Regions from separate parts of the Nomascus leucogenys genome. Here region 2 is linked to region 1. The links are chromatin contacts, called in public Hi-C maps. All regions are on one chromosome and are shown on one strand. The core of a region is the stretch at or near the end of the contact, and the rest is flanking DNA. Distances in the headings are between cores, read along the strand shown.

Region 1 (3,661 bases), core at 877-3,376:
CCAAAATCTAAAATGTAAGGACAACTATACAATACAAAATTAAATTTAAGAGAATTTAGAGTAAGTGAAACTATTCACTATTACTACAGTTCTGATTATTATTTACCTGAGGAAAGAGCTAGTAGAAGTGATGCTTGATTTAAGTTTTTGGTACTTTCCAGTTTGGTACCGAAGAAATGAAACCTCACAAAATAAATAAGGTCCTCAGAGTTAAAGATTTTTCTCCAGAAGAGTTTGTTGGTATAAATTAAAAAACATAAGGAATTCATATGCTGTATTTGTACAATAAGAACAATGTTTTGAGACATGTAAATCTTATCACTCAGAAAATATTTTGTTGGCTATAAAGAAAACGCATCGTAAACTGAAACAGAACTGAATAAAGTGAACCTTTACCACAATTAAAATATTTTAAATTCACCCTATTTTGCGAACTGAATAATAAATTCATTTATCCTTAAGTGTAAGAGTAATACATATTCAACACAGTAAAGGACAATGCCATTTCTGAAACAAAAGATCATGTGCAATGAAAACAAAGTAACATTCTGCAGAGAAAGAAAAAGTAAAGAGCCTGTGAACCGAAACACATGACCTTTTCTTATATATAAAGCTTCAGTTTTTAGCACAACCAGCACCTTATGAACAAAGTTCTCAATAATATTTGTTGATATACTGTTTGATGACTAAACGACAGGAATATTGTTGGTGCTGTTAAAACCAAGGCACATTTCCTTGTGTGTAGTGATTAAAATCTGTTAAATGTACATTTTTTAAAAACCTCTGCCCTCTGTCCCATTCTTGCTCTCTTACAAGACCTGCACGTACAAAAATAAAAGTAGATGGTGACGTGAGTTTATGATTTACATTAATTTCCCTACTCGGGGCATTTTTCACTAAGTCTTTAGAGGTTTTAAGATTCAAACACTATGTAAGAAGAATTATGGTTTGAACTACGTAACAATTACCTAGACATCTTTTGGACTTCAGTTAACCTGTAAGTAAAATGAGTATCTTTAACTTTTCCACGGGGCTTTGGAGAACGGGTTCTTCCTCATAAACGCTTTCATATCCTCAGACACTGGGCGCGGTAGAAGATCAAGCATATCCATCAATTAGAGAGCTTTTCACGACCTCAGTTTACCCACTTAGGGAAACGGACGTATTAACTTGTTTCCTAGGGGACCCGGGAGTGAAATTAATTAGTGTGTTTAAAATGCTCTGAGATCCAAAGATGAAAGGAAATGTGAAAGACGCGCAGAGATGATGACAACAATCATAACAATAAAAAGAATGACTAACTTGAAGTCTGCGTTATGTAAGGGAGGAAAAGAAGTTATCAGATCCGCACAAACAAAAGGGAAACCCACCGCCCCTTTTGTTTCTCTCATTTCCCTCTCCTCCCCGCCACCCGCAGAGCTCCCCTCTCGCAGCCGGAGCGCGCAGCCAGCCAGGCGCGGGGCTCGGAGTTCGCCGCCGCGCGCCCCGCTCCCGGGCGGAGGGGGAGGCCGCACAGGGCCGGTTCCTGACAAAGGCGCTTCCTCCAGCCAGGGCGCGGGATGGAGGCGCCGCAAACTCCGCTCCCCGCCGCCGCGGGGGCGCAGGGGCGCGCAGGCGGGCAGGGAGAGCCGGCTGGCTGGCCGCTAGGGAAGCCGCCGAGGAAGTTGCGCGCCCGCCCTCCCCGCGCCCCTCGGCGGCCCCGCCGCCATCCATCCCGCGGCCACACTTACCGGACAATTGCTGGTGGCCGGGATCCCAGAGACGCCCCCGAGACCCGAGGCGAGAGGGTGAACTGTTGTGCGCGGGGAGCGCGAGTAGACAGCCTGCCGTTCCGCCGCTGCCCTCCGCGCCAGCCAGCCGAGCCCAGCGAGGGGAAGTTGACCACGGAGCCGAGCGCTGAGGAGCTGCGGACGCAGGGAGAGGCGCTGGGGCTGCTTTGTGGTGCGCTCCCGGAGGGCTGGGGACCAATTCGACCGCGCCGCGGGGCTGGCGCTGCTGCTGCTGCTACTGCTGCTGGTGGAGGCGGCGGCGGCGCCCCCCGACGGTCCCTCCGCCTCACACAGCCTCTGGGTCACTGACACACACTCGCAGGGAGGGGAGGGGTCTAGCCGTAGGGCGGGGCCTGAGGGAGGGGACGGGGCAGGGCCACAGCGGAAGGCGGTGTCGCCGCGCCGAGAAGGCTCTTGGGAATTGTAGTTCTCCGCTTGAAGAAAAAAGGGATGCATTGTTGTCCAGCACCCGACCAGGCTCACTCTGCACTGAGCATGCTCGAGGGCGAGGTTTGGGCCGCCCCCTCCCACCGTTACCAGGGTCACCGACACACTTAGCGAACGTGTTCAGTGCTGCTGTTGGCTGAACAAGGGCGGTCTTGTATTAAGGTGTTGTTGGGGATCCAGCCCTTAGACGGTCCTTCCTACTTCGCTCCACCCCCAACTCCTAGCCTCACCAGTCGTAAGTACCCAGTGAGGTCTGACTTCCTCTCCATATTTCAGTCTTCCCTGCTGCGTAATTTATCTTCCACAAACCCTAAATCATAAATTCCTCTGTCCCTCACTTCCCTCAATTGAATCATCTCTAAATTCAATTTTCTTTACCTAAGACTTGTTGAAATGTAGTTGTTTCCAGTAATTGAACAATTAAGTTATAAAATTTAGGAATATCACCACTATCAAAATCCTGTAATTAATTACTTTGCTCAGTTAGTCACATCTAACTTTAAGATTAGCAAAGGCAAAGTACAGGATTAAGACCCCTGTATTTTACTTGATTACTATAAAAGAATCCGGGTTCGTTCATTTTAAGGCCTACAGTTTTTAAGACATACAAATTTTATAAAGTATACGTTGAAAAGACAAGTTGAAAATTGTTTATATGTATTGGCCAACTTTAGTTTGGTAATAAGAGCAGTCTGAACCAAGGTATGAGTATGTTGTTGGGCTGGTCAGCTAAGTCTACACCCATCTTGGGCACCCAGGTGTGGATAGGTGGTAGGGAGGAGGGTGGAGAAAGGCAGGACACATTACTGGCTCTCCAGAGAGCTAAAGGCAACACGTCCTGAGCGTTTTTGTTTTCCTTCTCTGCCTACCTAGAACCCCACACCCTGGAAGAAAAAGATTAATGCTTGGGAATCAGACACACTTTTGGAGCAAGGCTTTCAGGGAGTCTCAAGATCAGAAATCCTTATATCTACAGACTATACAATTATACGCTCATTCAAAAAATGCTTGTTGAGTGTCTACTTGTGCTAGGCACTGTTTTGAGCCCCAGAAATAGAGATACAAAAATGTAAAAGAAACATTCTTATTTTCAGAGTGCTTACTATGCAAAGGAGGAGACAGGTAAATAGACTTAATTTGAGAAGTACTACAATAGGAAAATGCACAGCTATCCACAGATGTGGGCAAAATCAGGAAATGCTTCAAAGATCACTTGAGATAACTAGGAATTAGCATGTTTGTGCATTTTGGTAGGGGAGGAGGAAGAGAGAGGTGGGTGAGAGCATTGGGGGTGGTGTTGGGGAGGGCATCAAGTGCAAATACCTAGAGGTGTGAGACCCAAACGTATTTTGGTTCAGCAAATAGTTGCATTGCTGGCAGTAGAATGGAGTTGGGGGAGTGGCAGGAGGAGACACTGAAAAAGGTAAGGGAGACAGCTTAGATAA
Region 2 (3,381 bases), core at 320-2,819, 59 kb after region 1:
GTACTTTTGTGAAAGGTTGGTGTTTGCAGAACTTCTCATTACACATCATTCTGTGTACTGTTGTCTGAATATGTATATGTATGTATTTTGATATTGAAGACAGACTATTTTTAGTTTCCTTTGGATATGTTTGGAGAAACTCCTAACTGTTGCTATGCTGCTATGGAAACGGTATCCACGTATACTGACATGTTTACAATTGCTTAAAACACTATAAACTTTCCAGGGCAAAGGCAAACAGCTTACTTCTATCAAAGTTGCTCCATGCTTTCCTTTTTTTATTAGTTTATTTATTACTCTCAGCCCCACGTTGGAATCTGTTTCATCTGTGCCTGCATTAAAGAGATTTTTTTTTTTTTTTTTTTTTTTTGCTGACCTGCATATTCGTTTAATTGATTTCACATTCACAACTATAGTGGCGCTGACAGCCAGTGAAAAATTTTCCCTGAAATAAAAAATATTCCTTGTTAGGAGTTAAGAATTGAATACCTGCTAGTTTCTCAGATGAAAAATGGAAAGAATAATTCTTTAGAGTATGTTGACAATCTACCTAGAATTTTCAAGTGTAGGAGACTTTGAAAGTAGCTTAAATGTAATGATTGTAATTATTATTTGTGTATACAAAATGAATTCCTAATTGCTAGGAAACTTGCAAATCTAAAAAGGAGGTTTATTGCTTTTTTTCAAGCATAGGAAAAACTAGGTGGCTGACAATCTTTACAATTTTTGGAGAAAAGAATCTTAACAAAACCACAGGAAAGAAAGTGAATAAGAACCTGTTTGTTTGAAGACATCAGAAAAGTGGTTTTTGTCAGGGCTGTTTTCTAGGAGTCAAAAAATATTTGAAAGTAGAATCTATAATTGTGACTCATACAGCAGTGGGTCCTGATTACATAAAAAAGGCATACACGCTCTAGTAGAGCATATTTTTTAATAGAATTTTAAACCCAGAGTACTTTCTCCTTTAAAATCTCTTTTCCAAAATTTGATACCTATTTTGCATAAGTATACAGTAGAACAAATTTAGGCTATCATGATGGAGTCTACTTTCCTCTCCCTTCTACTGAAATCTCCTTTTTGTCATCTTCTTGAAATGGTCATTTTAAGTCACACGTAAAAAACAAAACAAAACACCAAATAGAAGTTCTATGGGAATGGAAATGATTCACGGAGAGGTGGTTGCAGCAGGGAACTGGGCCTCGCTTGCATCTGGAGGTCAGGGCTCTGTAGAGCCAGTACTTCCCCCTGACCCAGGCCCCTTTCCAGCAGTGTTTATATGCTTTCTCCGCTTCAGCTGATCAGAGGATATTCCATTCTAAGCCTTTCATGGGACAATGTTTATGTGATTTTTTTTTCTTCTTCTCTGTGGGGAGGATTCCTCCCTGCCTCTTGGAGCTTAGCAGCACTAAGAAATGTCATCCTAAGGTCACATTTAGATTAAAACCCAGTAAAACCTGATGGACTTGTTATAGCAAGTGACTGTGAGGGACATGCACAGTATGATGACTGTGGCTTGCTAGTCTACCAGGGGGACAGGAGCTGGGGTGGGTCACAGGAGGTCCTAACGGGGAGGCGAATCTGCTTTAGCAGCAGCTCATGTCAAGAGGCTGGGTGTTGCGGCATTAATTCTCCTGGGTTGGGAGCCTGGGCAGGGTGGGTGTCAAGTGGCTCTGGCAACTGGACCCCTTCAGGGTTACCCTCAGGATCAGGATGAAAAGGAGGAAGTCAGGCAGGAGCAGCAGCGCGGTTCATGCAGAGAGCACCCCGGGCAGCCACAAACTGGCTTGCTCCGTTCAGATTTCTCTTAAACAGCAGTTTTCCGTTTCTGTTCTATGGCCTCTGAGGGAATTTCCCAAATTAACCTTCACTAAGCTTTCCCGAGGGACTGTTTTTGAGGGCTGATGGGGGAATTTCCCCCTTTTGACCACACTGTTGCCCAGAGACTTATTGCTGCTCTTCATCTGGGGATTTTCTCACTGGCATTTTGCTACTTCCTGTTTCCCAAGAGTCTCTGCTCTCTGGGAACTGAAGAGTTATCAAGAGAAGGGGACAAACAGCCTTTAGGAAAAAGGGGAGGAGGGTATATTTAATACAGTGGTGATTTTCTTCCTCTCCTTTAGTTCTTTGCTACAGTAACTTTGGATTTGAAAATCAGGCCCAGGGAGCTTGCTGAGAGCTTTGGATTCATTACTCTAAGCATTCCACAGGAACTTGAGTTGTACGGTGTAATCACAAATCACATAAATTGGTTTATTAGAATTGGTTTATTAGATTGGTTTATTAGAATATCTTTCCTCTATTTGGGATGGATAGAAACTCCTGTGTTAAAAGAAACCACTAAAGAAATCATTACTCCTTTTACTTAGTGAAAATGCACTACCACTTGAATGTTTCCTGTGTGTCAGCCATGGCACTGGGGCTTTGCATACATTTCTCGTTTGATGCTAGCAACAACCTGGGGGAATAGGGCTTATTCAGACTCATTTAATAGATAAGCAAACCAAGCCTCGAAGATGCTCTGAGAGGTTAACTGACAACCACATTTTCCCGGCTGGTATTAAGCAAAGCTCCAATTCTGTGGATTCCTAAAGCCTATGCTCATATTTACTCAGCTATAAATTTGTATTGAATTGGGGATTTGTTTCATGGGTCTTTTAGGTGCTATTACCAGGAAAGCAGCGGGAGAGACCCCGAGAAGAAGTAGATCCCCAAAACCAGAGGCGAAAATATTTTAGGGAGCAGTATTGATAGTCCTTGGCTTAACCCTGTGCACTTGCCAGGCCCTTTTGCCGTGTCACCTGGAAAAAGCTGCTGACTTGAAAGGTGACAGGAATAAATATATAAAAGAAACTTCAACTGAACCAATTCATTAGTTCTTTCTCTTAGAGAACCTTTCCACCTAACCACTGCTGTCACCTTGCTACTTCCTACCCTAGCTTTGTACATTTTATCAAGGGTATTAGAAATAATTCCCCTGGGGACAGGTCTCAGAATCTCTCTGGCCCTGCTCTGTGGAAGTTGACATCTAGAGAAAATAGTGTTCTGGAATTGCTCTACCTCCTTGACTCTTGATGCTCTTAAGCCAGTTGAGTGTCTGTGCATGCATGTGTGTGCGTGTGTCTGTGTTCTTGTGGTATGAGGTTCTCAGGGGGATGGATTATTAGCCACAGTTGACCTTTGCAAAGTTCTCCAAGTATTAAATATTTTCACTTCCACTGGAGGAGTGATCAGCATACACGAGGGTGCTGGAAGCAGCATGGGGAGTGACCTGGCTGTTCCTGGGAATTCCTGAGGAAAGGGGGTGCAAAATCTGCATTGGTGCCCCCTGCTTCCTGCACACTTTGCAGCAGCTCTTCCTCTCCAGGGTCTGTCTAGGAGGGC

Evidence for each region. A called contact is a pair of places that touch in the nucleus more often than the background predicts.
Region 2: a Hi-C map of a lymphoblastoid cell line shows a contact between it and region 1, with 2.5 times the contacts expected there. The contact joins the enhancer-like site here to the promoter of PELI1 in region 1. A contact is called at or near these places in 2 of 4 Hi-C or Micro-C datasets (a lymphoblastoid cell line and an unstated tissue).

The regions. Positions count from the first base shown.
Region 1 is chr14:28,748,658-28,752,318 of Asia_NLE_v1, forward strand. It overlaps PELI1 (E3 ubiquitin-protein ligase pellino homolog 1), which reads right to left and starts at 2,127. Exons shown (of 7, transcript XM_003262453.3): 1 at 1,731-2,127.
Region 2 is chr14:28,808,157-28,811,537 of Asia_NLE_v1, forward strand. No RefSeq gene overlaps it. Among named protein-coding and RNA genes, the nearest start is that of PELI1, 59 kb to the left of the region's middle. Within about 2 kb of position 1,570, the one cell type or tissue checked has an H3K27ac peak away from gene starts, as active enhancers do. A contact at or near this core is called in a lymphoblastoid cell line, where this site is marked.